Regions from separate parts of the Arabidopsis thaliana genome. Here region 1 is linked to region 2. The links are chromatin contacts, called in public capture Hi-C maps. All regions are on one chromosome and are shown on one strand. Each heading gives the region's core, a stretch centred on a gene start, on an enhancer-like site or on the middle of the called end of the contact. The rest is flanking DNA. Distances are from core to core; before and after follow the strand shown. Region 1 holds the start of AT2G32580 (transmembrane protein, putative (DUF1068)). Region 2 holds the start of RAD50 (DNA repair-recombination protein (RAD50)).

Region 1 (6,039 bases), core at 1,196-3,695, 230 kb before region 2:
CAACCTCCAATTCAGGTTAACCAATATACTCTGATTATCTCTCTTATGATTTACATGACTCATTCGTGTACTTCACATCAGCCAAGTTTTGTCAACATACAATCTAGAATTCCACACACATACATTCCTGTTTAGTGCAGTGCACCTTTTTCTTATGGTTCCATGCCGAAACTAACCCAAGGATGGCTTTTCCTTCTTTTCTGCCCATTACTGTGATGATATTAACAGAATCTGATTGTGCAGGATGAGGAACATCAACAAGAACCACCTGAAAGTAGATCTTTCAAAGTGCTATTGGCTAGCTTCCCAGATGATTGCCAAGCAGCCGAGAGAACCCAAGACATCTCACCACATCTATGTTTCATCTGCTTGCTGCATTTGGCGAACGAGCACAATCTCAGCCTCATTGGTTCTCAAAACTTGGATGATCTAACAATACACCTTGCCTGAAAGAAAAGTGAAGATAGACCAAAAGGAGAAGCCGAGTGTTTAGAGAGTGCCTTTGTGCTCATCACTATGCCTAATAAGTATGTTGTAGTTCAATGTAATGACTTGATTGTGTTGTAACTTTGTTCAAAATCCACTAATCCTTTGTTGTTTTGGTTACATGTTTTCATTCCATCTGATTGATTTATCTCCATCAGAAAACTTAAATACAATAGTATGAATCAAATTCACAGATACACTGAAACTTTTCTTTCGTGTGATAAGAAATCAAAACCTTTGGTGTGTCCTTAAGCAACCTCAGTGCCGCTTTTGGATTTAACAGTTGACTTGGTGGCTCCATCTTTGTATCCTTTCTGACGAGCTCTCTGTTCCCACATAGAAGTCAGCTTCTTCTGCTCCACAAGTGCTTTCTCCGCCTTCTCTCTTGCTTCTTCACAAGTCTCCATACCCGAGTTACACTTATCTGCCTCCTTTTGGTAAGATGATGTTATCTTCTTGGCCTCTAGCAGACCCGTGTCTACTCGTTTGTGTTTCTCCATCGATGCTGCTTCACGCTGCTTCAGTTCCTCTGTTAAAAGTTCAGCGTAGTTCTTCTCTGTGTCTTCGTTCACCTCTGGATCACGCTTTGCACAATCTGCGCATCAAAAGACAAGATGTTCTTAAAAGACTCATTTACTAAAAACATAGTCAAGAGTTTTCTTCCGGGAACTCTTTAACTGATGAATCCAATTGACAGAGAAACTCACCAGTGAATGAACCATTGCTGAGTCCTGCAGCAATATGAAAACAAGTAAAAAGAGTTAGGCTTTTTATTTTTGGTATCATCCGAAAAATACACATATAGTAGATAAAGAAGTTTGTAGATAGTAAAGAAGCAATGATCACAAGGCATTGTGGACAACCATATCAACCTCCATGAATTCATTAAGAGTGAATCACATACATGGATAAAGATAAAGATAAACACAGAGTAAACCACATACACTGCTATTAGAAGTCACAATGACCAGAACAAGTAAACCAGAAGCTAAATCACAACACAAGTCAGATCTCAAAGACTCAAACTTGGTGTTTAAACAAGAACAGCAGCCTGCAAACTTCAAATCTCCATGACCAAAAACTATAGCTTCAGATATACTTATCAAACCAAATAATCAGAGAAACAAAACAATTCTTGTAGATCTACACAATTCTTGTCTATCTATCTGCATAGAGATTCAAACTCAAAATCCCTCATCAAGCTAAAGCATGCAATCTGGCAACTCAATCACCAACTACTACTAAACAATACCAAATATGAAAAAGGTACTAAATTTGCTCTCGTTGTCTCAGGGAAAATGAATAAACTTTAGAGCCGATCAAGCAAGATCCAATAAAGGGAAATAGTGATTACCAGTTGGGATGGTGAGAAGAGGCAACGAAGAGCAATCACAGACGCAAGCAGAGCAAGAAGTGGCTGAAACGGCTAAGGCTTCCGTGAGGTGCCAGTAGAGCGGTGGACCAAGTATGTAGCCAATCATGCTGAGGGCCAGTAAAGCTAGTCCCACCTTCAACGCTGCCGTGTGCTTCGCCATTCGAGATCCGCTGATCTGGGTTTTTACAAAAGATTCCAAATTTGAGCTGTTGCAGTAAGGAGAATTGGATTTGAGTCTCTCTGATGGAGAGTATGGACTCTTGCACTCAGATTATGGTGTCGGTGGAGATTCAACTGAATGGTTTTCTATACTTAGGTATGGGACCAATAAAACAAAGTGTAAGTTGAGACTTGAGTTAATGGGTGGACTCTTTTTACTCGGTGATGTTTTTGACTTACAGATACTAATTTTCTAACTACGTTGAATCCCGAAGCTGTGTAGAGACATATCTATGACTTTATGTATTGACTATTGAGGATGTGTCTAAGGAGGATCCTCCTTATAGCGTTACAAAAGTGCTACTTATTAGATAACGTTAGGCGATGGAATTGCTACTTTGTTGCAAGGAAAATATGACTACAGGAATCTTTCTTCTCAAGAAGATGAGAATCTTTAGTTTGGGTTTATTGAGAGTGGAGCAACTAATGCTGCAATGGTAAGCTTCTTTTTTTGTCTCTTCTTCTGATTAGGATTCTGACTTTCAAATACAATCCTTCCCAGGAGCAGCGACATGTTCATTTGATGCAAACCCAACAGGTGGTTTCAATGTTTCTGTCTCCACAGATGATTTGTTTGGCAATGATACTGATGAGGTGCAGAAGAAAAAAAGACTCAAGATAGGAATGAGGAACAGACAATGGGCAGTATGAAACTTTGTCTTTGGATACTGATTGTGACAAAGGTGTATTTCTAAATAGGGCATGTAAAAAAATTCAGAGGAGATCAGAAGGTGTAGCAGAAAACCTGAAACTCTGGGAGAGCTTGACATAGCAAGCGGCAACAAGATCAAAACCAAAATGCTCTTTGAGTATTCAAATCAATTGTATTAAGTTTTCCCTATACAACACAATATTTCTCAAATCGAAGTGACACAATAATTTCACGTATAGACTTTATTCCCAACAAATAATTCACGATCAACCATACATTGGATAAAAGAGAATAGACGTCTAAATTTAACAACCTACTCTCAGTATAGTGATGTGTAATATCTTTCCCCATGTGTTTAAGCAAAGCTTCTTTAATGCTATTCCAAGATGGAGCAAGGCCAGTGACGTTTCCACATTGCAATCTCTTCTTTACAATTTAGCTTTCGGATTCCTCCATAGAACCCGTCTTCTTCGTTACCTTCCTCTTTATGATCTCTCATGATCATCGTTCTTCTCCACCTTGATCCGACTGTGTACTGGTTGAATTCCAACACTACCGTCTCTGTTTTTACCATTCATCAACACTTGACAATTTAGTACAACATGTGAATGCAAAAACTCGTTTAACACATTATCAGTAGACAAAGGTTAAATCAAGATGCAAGTGGGCAGAGAGAAATCCCAAAAATTATCTATTTCGATGTGATTTCTACTTTTATGTGGTCATGCAATGTGCCAGCAAAATGATAAAAATAAGAGATTTTTTTGGAGTGATAAAGAGACAGAATCATTGTTGAGCCCCACACCCATTAGTAATGCAAATTCCAACGATGAGGACATAAGTGGAGGTTTCAACATCAACTGAAGACACACATTTATCAAAATGTCAAGGAAAATCAAGACATATCATCACATTATCATCATCATTTGTCGTTTTGGGACCAATCTTAACAAGAAAAGGCATTGCTTGAATTGGCTCTCTTCAATGTTCACCCTTTTCAACTATGTTTTGGGAATTTAATGGACTTTATGAGCTGAGACAATGAGTAATGCATAGAATATGACAGCCAATTTTAAAACAACCAACCAAGACTCCATTTTTTAACCACAGAAGATGAAGATGAAGATGAGAACTCACCACTAAGATGGCAATGGCAATGGTTATGATCTCCATCACAGGATTCCAAGTGGCGAACAAGACCATACCACCATCCTACACAACAACATCACACAAGCTTTTTTCAGAATCAGATTGCAAGTTCAAACCAAAAGCATCATATTATTATTATTTACCATATGGGAACTCTTTGTTCCTTCTCCACTGGATTTCGATGTGATCTCCAGGTTTCAACTCTTTTAAAGAATCTGATACATGGAGAAGATGAGGTGATGCATCAATGGGAGCTGCTCTTATTCTATCCCATGTCACACCCTTTTCAATCGCAGATGCTCGTCTACCATGTGGTGGATACCTAAACTCCCCAATAAACGTAAACTTATGATGAGAAATAAGAAAATTTGTTAGCGTCAAATGTGGACATTAGATATTTTATACCTGGCTTGGAACGTATCCGTGTGAGTATCATAGCTGAGCTCCGCATCATAGCATGACAACATGAACCCTACATGTCCATTCTGCTCTTTCACCAAAAAAAAGCCTCTTAGTACTTTAATCAAATCCATAAAGCAAAAATGGAGCAACTATGTTTATGAAATGATTACCTCACGGTTGTAAACTTGAGCTGGGAACCAAAAACGACCTGTTTCAAGGGAGAGGTAGCAGCTCATGCTGGAATCAAGTGGCAGAGAAGATGCATATCCCCTCCTTTGTTTATCCTCTCGGAAAACGGATGAAAGAGATCGGATCAGAGAGATGATTTTGGCAAAACCAAGATTCCCAGTTTGATGATGAGGAGAATCAAGATGATATGTGGAAGAGGAGATATAGCATTGCCACTCTCTGTGAGCAGCAGGGCCAAGGATTTTGCCCCATTTGGTCTTCAAATGTTTCTCCCATAGATGATCACTAACACATCTCTCCCTCAAGGAGCTACAAACCCTAGCCATGCTGCAGAGTCCAGAGGGTGGAAGAAGGTCAAGAATGCAGTCAAGAGCCAGCTCAGGGAGGTCAAGAACCGACATTTGGTCGATCACCGGAGAGGCTGGATCGTGTTTGGTCTGATGTAGGGTGTTCATAAAGGGATTCTTGATGAAGTAGAAGGAGAGCAAGGTTTTGGTTTCAGATGCCCATGGAGGAAGAGAAAGAGATTTGGTAAAGAAAAAGAAAGAGAGACAAGTGATGAGAAAGTAGAGAAGCATTTAGACAGTATTATTGTGCTGCCTTTTTGATTTCTTGTTTCTGAGAGTATAAATAAAAGAAGAGGATAGATGGATAGCCAATTGGAATTGGAGGATCACCTAACCAACTCATGGACACAATAAAATATTCTTTATCTCTCTCTCTCTCTCTCTCTCTCTCTCTCTCTCTCTCTCTCTCTCTCTCTCTCTCTCTCTCTCTCTCTCTCTCTCTCTTGTTTTGGAACTTGAAATTGAATGAAGTTGCCAAGTTGTTAAAATCAAGAGAGAGAGAGTGTGTTGGACCCACAAAAACCCAGATTACAGGAAAGAAAATGCCTTAGAAACAAAGCCTAAATTGAAGGGGGTTACTTATTAAAGAATAAAAAGAAGAATTTATATAGAAAAAGGTCTACTTGGTGGTGGTGGCATTGGGATTTCCAAGGACAGTGGGAGGAGATAGAATTGGATCTGGCCAGACACAGAACAAAAGGTTCACTGAACCTACAATATTAAAAGTGAAGGAAAACTATATTATAAAAACATAACCAACCAATAAAGAAGAGGAAGAAGAAGAGATGGGGATGACCTTAGTAGTAAATAAACAATTATGCAAAAATAGTAAATAAGCAATGATCACAAGTCATCCTAAACAACATTATCAACCTCCATGAAGTCATTAGAGTGAATCCTATAAACCAGATTAAGGATATAAGCATACACCGCCATTCGGTGTCACCACGACAGCCACATGAAGTAAAACAGGATGCTCAACCACACCACAAGTCAGAGACCTCAGACTCAAATTTGTTTAAACAAGGAACAGTAGCCTCCAAAACTTTAACATCTCTAAGATCTTCAAAACTATAGATATCAAAAACTGATCATTGCCTACTTATCAAGCCAAATAACCGGAGATACTACAACAGTCAAAAACAATGCAAAATTCTTGTTTATGCAGAGAGATTCAAACTCATTCCCTAATCAAGCTAAAGCAGCTCAATCACCAGAAA
Region 2 (6,236 bases), core at 2,103-4,602:
AGAAAAGTTTTGGTGAGTGAGATCACATCTTTTTGTGTTTCTTCTTAAGATTCTCCTGTTCCGTCTTCTTTAAAGACAATTTCACTCTATCCTCAGCATCACCAGCCATAACGTCTCTTTCTCGATTCAGTGTCTTGATTTTATGCTCCAAGCTGTATATTTCATGCTGTTTCTGTTCTATTTTGGATTCAAATCCCCTTTCAGAATTCTGTTTTGTCTTTCTCTCAAGCTCAACTTGCTGTGCAAACGCAGATGATGAAAAAGTAAGGCACATATAGCAAGGGAAAAGTCATCAAGACCAAAATCATGTAAGTAAATAAAGGGACGAAAGCAATACCACTTGTTTCTCTCTTTCATCAGTTTGTTTAACATCCACAGTGGAAATTTCGAATTCAAATGAATCACGCTCAATTTCTTTCTCTTCTATGCGTTTTGATATGCCCATCTGCATAAGTCACCATCAAAAGTAAAAGAGTGAAAACTTAGGCTCGTTAGTGGAGGATTTGGGTTAGAGTTCCAAATGGTGAACAACACCTTGATTTCATCTTTAGCTCGTTTCTGAGCTTCGATGCTTTTCCAACGGTCATTAGCATCCATATAGCAATCCCAAGCCGTACTTAGAGCAGTTTCATTTGATTTCTGAGATGACAATCAAAATCTCTAAAGATGTCAACATATGCAAATAATGCAATATACAATTAAATTTCTGTAGAAAATAAAGAATGTGAACCTTCTTATCGAGCAAATCCATCTCAAGTTCACCCAGTCTTGATTTTATTCGATTTGTGAGATTCAAAACTACCTCAGTACTGAAGGGGGTACTAGGAACATTTCCTAAATTGTAATGGAAAAAAATGTTCTGGATGGTAGAATCTCTTTCATTCTTCAGCAGCATATGAGCCTATGAAAAATATAAAGAAAACATGTTAAATCAAATAGAGCAGAGAACTCATAATATTTTACTATGTGGTGGCTTTTTCAGATTTACTTCAGCTTCTGTTTGTAGCTTGCTGATCTCCAGCATATAGTTAGTTTTTGCATTGTGAAGCGAAGAAATTGTAGTTTCTGTGTCAACCATCTCTCTCTCCATTTTTCGAATTTTGGTCCCCAAAAGAGCAAGTCTTTCTTCAAACTTGCTTTTCCATTCTTTCAATTCTTCAATAGTATCTGAACAACAAATATTACAAGCACCAACAAATTTAATCTACGTGAAGAAATAACAAAATGTGAGATACCTTTACAGAAAGGCAAAAGTAAATTCATACAAATGCAGGGACTCAATCTGTAAAACGGACAGACTACTAAAAGGCAGAAAGGACCTTAACATTGTGATAGTAAAAGAGAAAACCTTCATTTTCCTCAGGTAATGCTGCATACTGTCTCTGCTGCTCCTTAAACAAGGTGCTCCTTTCCGCAGTTTTTATTGATACTTGGTCCTGGAGCTTTCTCAGATCTTTTAACATCATTTCCTTATTATGAACTTCAGCATCAACTTTCTGAACACTGGTTTCCAGTTCCAACATCTGAACTTTTGAAGATTCTGTCCTTTCTTGATCTTGAGCAATGCTCTCACGAAGCTGTATAGGAATTATCATGGCATAAGAATAGCCCACACAACCTAAGAAATGCATACCATATGTATACAATACTCTATAATTACTTTCAGAATTAAAACAATCGACGTTAGTGTTAATTTTGTTCCTTTGACTTAACAAAAAAAAAATTATGCGTGAGAGACCAGGGTCGGATACTGAAAAAGAAAAGAAAAATCAATGTCAAACAAGTTAAAGTCTAACATACCTTATAAGCTGCGTCTTTCAAGGTCTGCAGATTTTCCAATTTTAACTTGAAAGTTTTTATCTCCTGAGCTTGATCCTTGTGAAGTTTCTTAATAACTTCCAGAGCCTTTGTATATCTGTTTCATGTTAAACACACATGTTACATTTTCTGGGATTCGGTTTCTTCTACAACAAAATACAGCAAGGAACTGATGATTTAAGAGAAATGTTGGTGGTGAGCCAGAAACTACCTGGTGGCTGAGAAAATATCATCAAACTTCTTTTTCAAAGTAGAAGGATCTTGCAGTGGCCAGTTAGACTCATCCTGATGCACAAATATGACGTTTTCTAAAATAGCTTTTGACACACCCATCAAAGCTGGTATCTCCCTATCCATGTCAGCGCATCTGTAGCTGAGACATACTTTCTGCAATTTGACAATGTATGTGGACAAAATAAGAAAGAGAAATGATCTAGATGGAACTCATGCAAAAAAATGGAGGAATAAATAACAAAACAACATTAGAAACTCCAATGAGGCTGTGCGTTAAGACTTTCTTCACAAAAACAAGGTATCAAATCATTCTATATGCAGACAAAACAAACGTTGTAACTTGTAGGGAATATAGATAGTCTAACACTTAGCTCGAGACCTTCAAACCAAAATCAAGATACTAATACATAGCTAAAAAAAGGGAGAGAAGAAACCAAATGAAAGATTAATAACAAGAGATAAGTGCAACCTCTCCAGTGTGAGGATTAATGGTTTGAAGCACACTCTCAATAGCCTTGTACTCCATCTTTGAAGCCTTTTGCGTCAACTGAAATGACCTTATACATACCACATCCTTCCCTGCAGCTGTCTTGAATCTCAGCTTTATTTGTGCTTTTGTCTCCGTTTCTCCAGCAACCTATATAGTAGGAACCAATGAAATTTCAATCTGAATACTACTATAAGGCGAAATCGAATCCTGAATTCCACATTCATCAACAACAGAAACATGAAATTAGGTAAGAATTGAGAATCTAACTAGAGACTTACCTTAGGGTCATGAATGAAGCTATGACCAGACCTCGCGTTCGGTGGCAACTCTCCGGTACAAGACACCTTTAAACACTCTATAATCGTCTGCAAAAATCACGAAATAGCCACAAACTTTTCAATTACGGAGGCGAAGAAATGGGAGTGAACTGAGGAGAAGAGAAAAGGTTTAAGGAACTTTACAGTTTTTCCGGCTCCGTTAGCGCCGACGATTAGGGTTAAAGGTCTGAAGAAAGTAACAACGTTCTTATTTTCTGGGTCGAAGCTTCTTATACCCTTGATCAACATTTTATCGACCGTACTCATCTTTTACCTTCAGCGATTACAGATATGAAAAAGTGGAGGTGATAAGTTACGGAGAAAATTTTGGTGACACAGGAAGGTTAAACCCATAAACGAGAAGGGTTTTGCGGGAAAATCATGAAAACTCGACAATGGAAGAAGAAGGAACTGGAAATTGGAAAAAGAAGACGAATTGAATCGCGAGAGACCGGTTTATAAACAGAATCGAATTGAACCGGTGTAGTATTCGATTGAGAACCTCCGGTCGTATACAGTTTCTTCCTTTTGGGGTTAGATTAGAAGCGTACTAAAATATTTTGAGTATTTTGAAAACAACTACAATTTCAGGGACTTATCTTTTATTTAATACAAAATAGAACCAATGCAATCAAAAGTCAAAACCTTGCCAAACCGATCTACACTATCGCTATTTCCTTAAACCGAAGATTTAAGAACCAAGTAAGCCGAACCGAAACAAAATCAAAATCCGGAATACACAACTCCTAAAGAACCATAGATTACTTTGTAAGAACGTAGTAAAAGAGGCATAATTGTCTTCAATAGTATTAAACTATATACATGTGTAACTGTTCTCTGCTTATATGATTTTTGTTTCACTCCTTGTTCTTGGAAGAGCGGTCTTTTCTCTGACCACCAAGAATACGTGAAATCTGCAATCCTCTGCTAAATGCTTGGTTAAAGAGCATTCTTGTCTGAAACTCAGACACGAACGGGAACCAAGCCAGGAACGCTACCGGAGTGAACAAAAGTAAACCCATGAGAATCTCATAGCCTCGAGCCAGCGTCCTAACCGATGACCAGAATCCTAGCCGTTGAATCAGAGGCTTACACGCTTGTGCAATCTTGAAAAGAAAAGAGAGAATGTTTTGAATGAATTGCAGCAACTATCTCAGAAACAAGACAAACACAAAGACGTATTAAAAACAATTTGGAGGAGTTTAATGGAGGAATGAGAACTTACGAGTAACATTCCCCAACCGGTTGGCATGAAAGCGAGCATACAAAGGAAGATGTCCTTGGGTGTTAAAAAACGAAGAGCTAAGAAAGTAATGAGAAGTCCAAGAAATGTGAGGAACACAAAACCCTTGATGATCCTGAAGAGAAGCTGGAAGTTTGTGCTGAACCGTTGTCTTCCCACACCCAGACCCTGTGATTAGTTACATTCAGTTTAGTAAACAACCTTGATCGATTAAAAGATTGTTGGTATCTCATACTTAAGAAACCCAAAATGTGAATGAATATGTTCATGGTGATAGTTATCATACCTTTACAATAAGTAAAATGAATAAGATCACGAACCATGAAGCTCCATAAATCTGTGAAACATTGAGAATCAATTTATTAAAAACCAAGAGAATTCGAAAACAAGAAGAGCAACATGAGATGGGTAAGAGCTCTCACCCACAAACTTTGATTTTCCTGTTTAAAGGTGCTGAGTTGATAAACCAGTCCGTACTGAAAGATGAAGAAGCGTAAAGCCAAAACAATCTCGAGGATGATACCCCGTTTTCCCGAGTGTCGAAGATGTCCTATTTCCTTCTCCCACCAAGACTCCCAACTCTTTTCTGGAGGAACACCAATTCCCCCTCGGTTATATATCCATTTATTCCAATCTGTCCAATCATCTACGATCTTTTGCCACTCGAAACCAGAGGGATTGAACAGGAAAGGAGCAAAGAGCCAAGTCACCACCATGAACCATATCGAAACAGTGATCAGAATATATGTAACAACTCCTCTATAGGCATGGCCAAATATCTGATACACTAGCAGGAGTATCATCAGCTCAATACCCTTCACAAAATGACTGCGCGAGTAGAATCTGTAGTTTTCAGCAAATTTGGCATGGAACACCACAAAACCACGCCCAGTGCCTCTGTATTCTGCGCCGCCATGAAACAATGTTCGACCATAGTAATGAGTTTTTGTCCCCAGTTGGAACGTGAAAAACACGGAAGCGAGTTGTAACTGCATCAGTACAAAATCAATTAGGGCGTTATGGAATCCCCTCTCAAGACCTATCTCCATCATCATAGGTAAGGCCATCAAGAAACCAATCTGCACAAATGATTGAGAAGCAAGTGCAGCTTGAAGAGGCATGTTGGATCGAAAAGCTTTCTGGTTGCTCAATCCTTCTTCAAGACCACTAAGAACGAGATACAGCCGTCCATATAGAAATACATAGACCGTAAGCACGGTTAACTGTAAGAAAGACACAGATAATGTTTCAGACTGAGATAAACTTCCCATGTATCATACTGATCGTGAGATAAGATAAAGAAAAAGGAATATGACCTACCATAGTACTGAAGTAGAACCCAATTGTAGTGAAATAACAAGAAAGCATGCGGAAGAAATCAAATCGGTGCCCCAGCCTATATAGGTCACGGCTTAGAGTTTGCTCCCCATTTCCGTTAGCGATCTTTGCCTCAAACATTGAAATCTGGTTGAGTCCTACATCTCTCCCTTTACCAACTTGTATGTATTCATGATGAGTCACATTGCCTTCACGAAGAGTAGAGTTGAAACCTGAAAATAGCGAAGGTATGAGAGAACGAAACAAAAACGTATGGAAACAGATCATAATATGTGTCACCGGAGAAAAGGCGATGAAGCAAGTACCAGCAAATATGTCTTCACTTAGATTGATAACTTTAGAAGCTTTGCAGACACCACCTCTGGTAAGGTGAAACAGTCGATCAAAAACATCTGGATGACCGTAATGGAATCGTACCCTGGAGGAGTCAAAATGAAAGTTACAAATCCAGGTCTCCCTTCATAGAATTCCACCACGAGATGTAAAAAAAACTTACTTCAAGGGGCTAGCTAGCACCCTCTGCCCAATAGTAACAAAGCTGTTTTCCTGATTCGACATAAACCATGCAAGAGAAGAAACACTGCCACAAGAAACGAGACGAGTAGGATATCATTTTGTGCACCAAGATCAAATTGACTGTCTAAATGGCAGTACAAGATTGTACTATTTTACCTTCCCGTGAAAATATGCTCTCTAAGTCCAAGTATTGTAGGGGTTCTTACGCCTCCATGCTTAACAAGAAATTCTTGAAGCAAGTTCCTCATTTTGAAAGCTTCCTCCATGTAATTGTCCTGTT

What was found. Capture Hi-C pulls out chosen DNA fragments and counts their contacts.
Region 1: a capture Hi-C map of seedling shows a contact between it and region 2, with 1.8 times the contacts expected there. The contact joins the promoter of AT2G32580 here to the promoter of RAD50 in region 2.

The regions. Positions count from the first base shown.
Region 1 is chr2:13,823,831-13,829,869 of TAIR10.1, reverse strand. It overlaps AT2G32580 (transmembrane protein, putative (DUF1068)), which reads right to left and starts at 2,445. Exons shown (of 3, transcript NM_128817.5): 1 at 1,841-2,445; 2 at 1,194-1,217; 3 at 553-1,081. The coding sequence starts at 2,021. The coding sequence ends at 735. AT2G32560 (F-box family protein) reads right to left here and starts at 5,207. Exons shown (of 5, transcript NM_179860.2): 1 at 4,454-5,207; 2 at 4,287-4,366; 3 at 4,025-4,203; 4 at 3,870-3,944; 5 at 2,610-3,293. The coding sequence starts at 5,050. The coding sequence ends at 3,109. EMB2795 (condensin complex subunit) reads left to right here. Exons shown (of 13, transcript NM_128818.3): 12 at 1-15; 13 at 244-580. The coding sequence ends at 450. It also overlaps AT2G00860.
Region 2 is chr2:13,597,547-13,603,782 of TAIR10.1, reverse strand. RAD50 (DNA repair-recombination protein (RAD50)) reads right to left here and starts at 3,352. Exons shown (of 27, transcript NM_128757.4): 1 at 3,004-3,352; 2 at 2,821-2,907; 3 at 2,522-2,689; 4 at 2,030-2,205; 5 at 1,801-1,915; 6 at 1,349-1,577; 7 at 989-1,167; 8 at 731-901; 9 at 535-639; 10 at 338-445; 11 at 27-238. The coding sequence starts at 3,126. GSL03 (glucan synthase-like 3) reads right to left here. Exons shown (of 43, transcript NM_179847.3): 36 at 6,113-6,231; 37 at 5,937-6,020; 38 at 5,746-5,858; 39 at 5,423-5,652; 40 at 4,525-5,325; 41 at 4,389-4,439; 42 at 4,085-4,270; 43 at 3,353-3,965. The coding sequence ends at 3,717.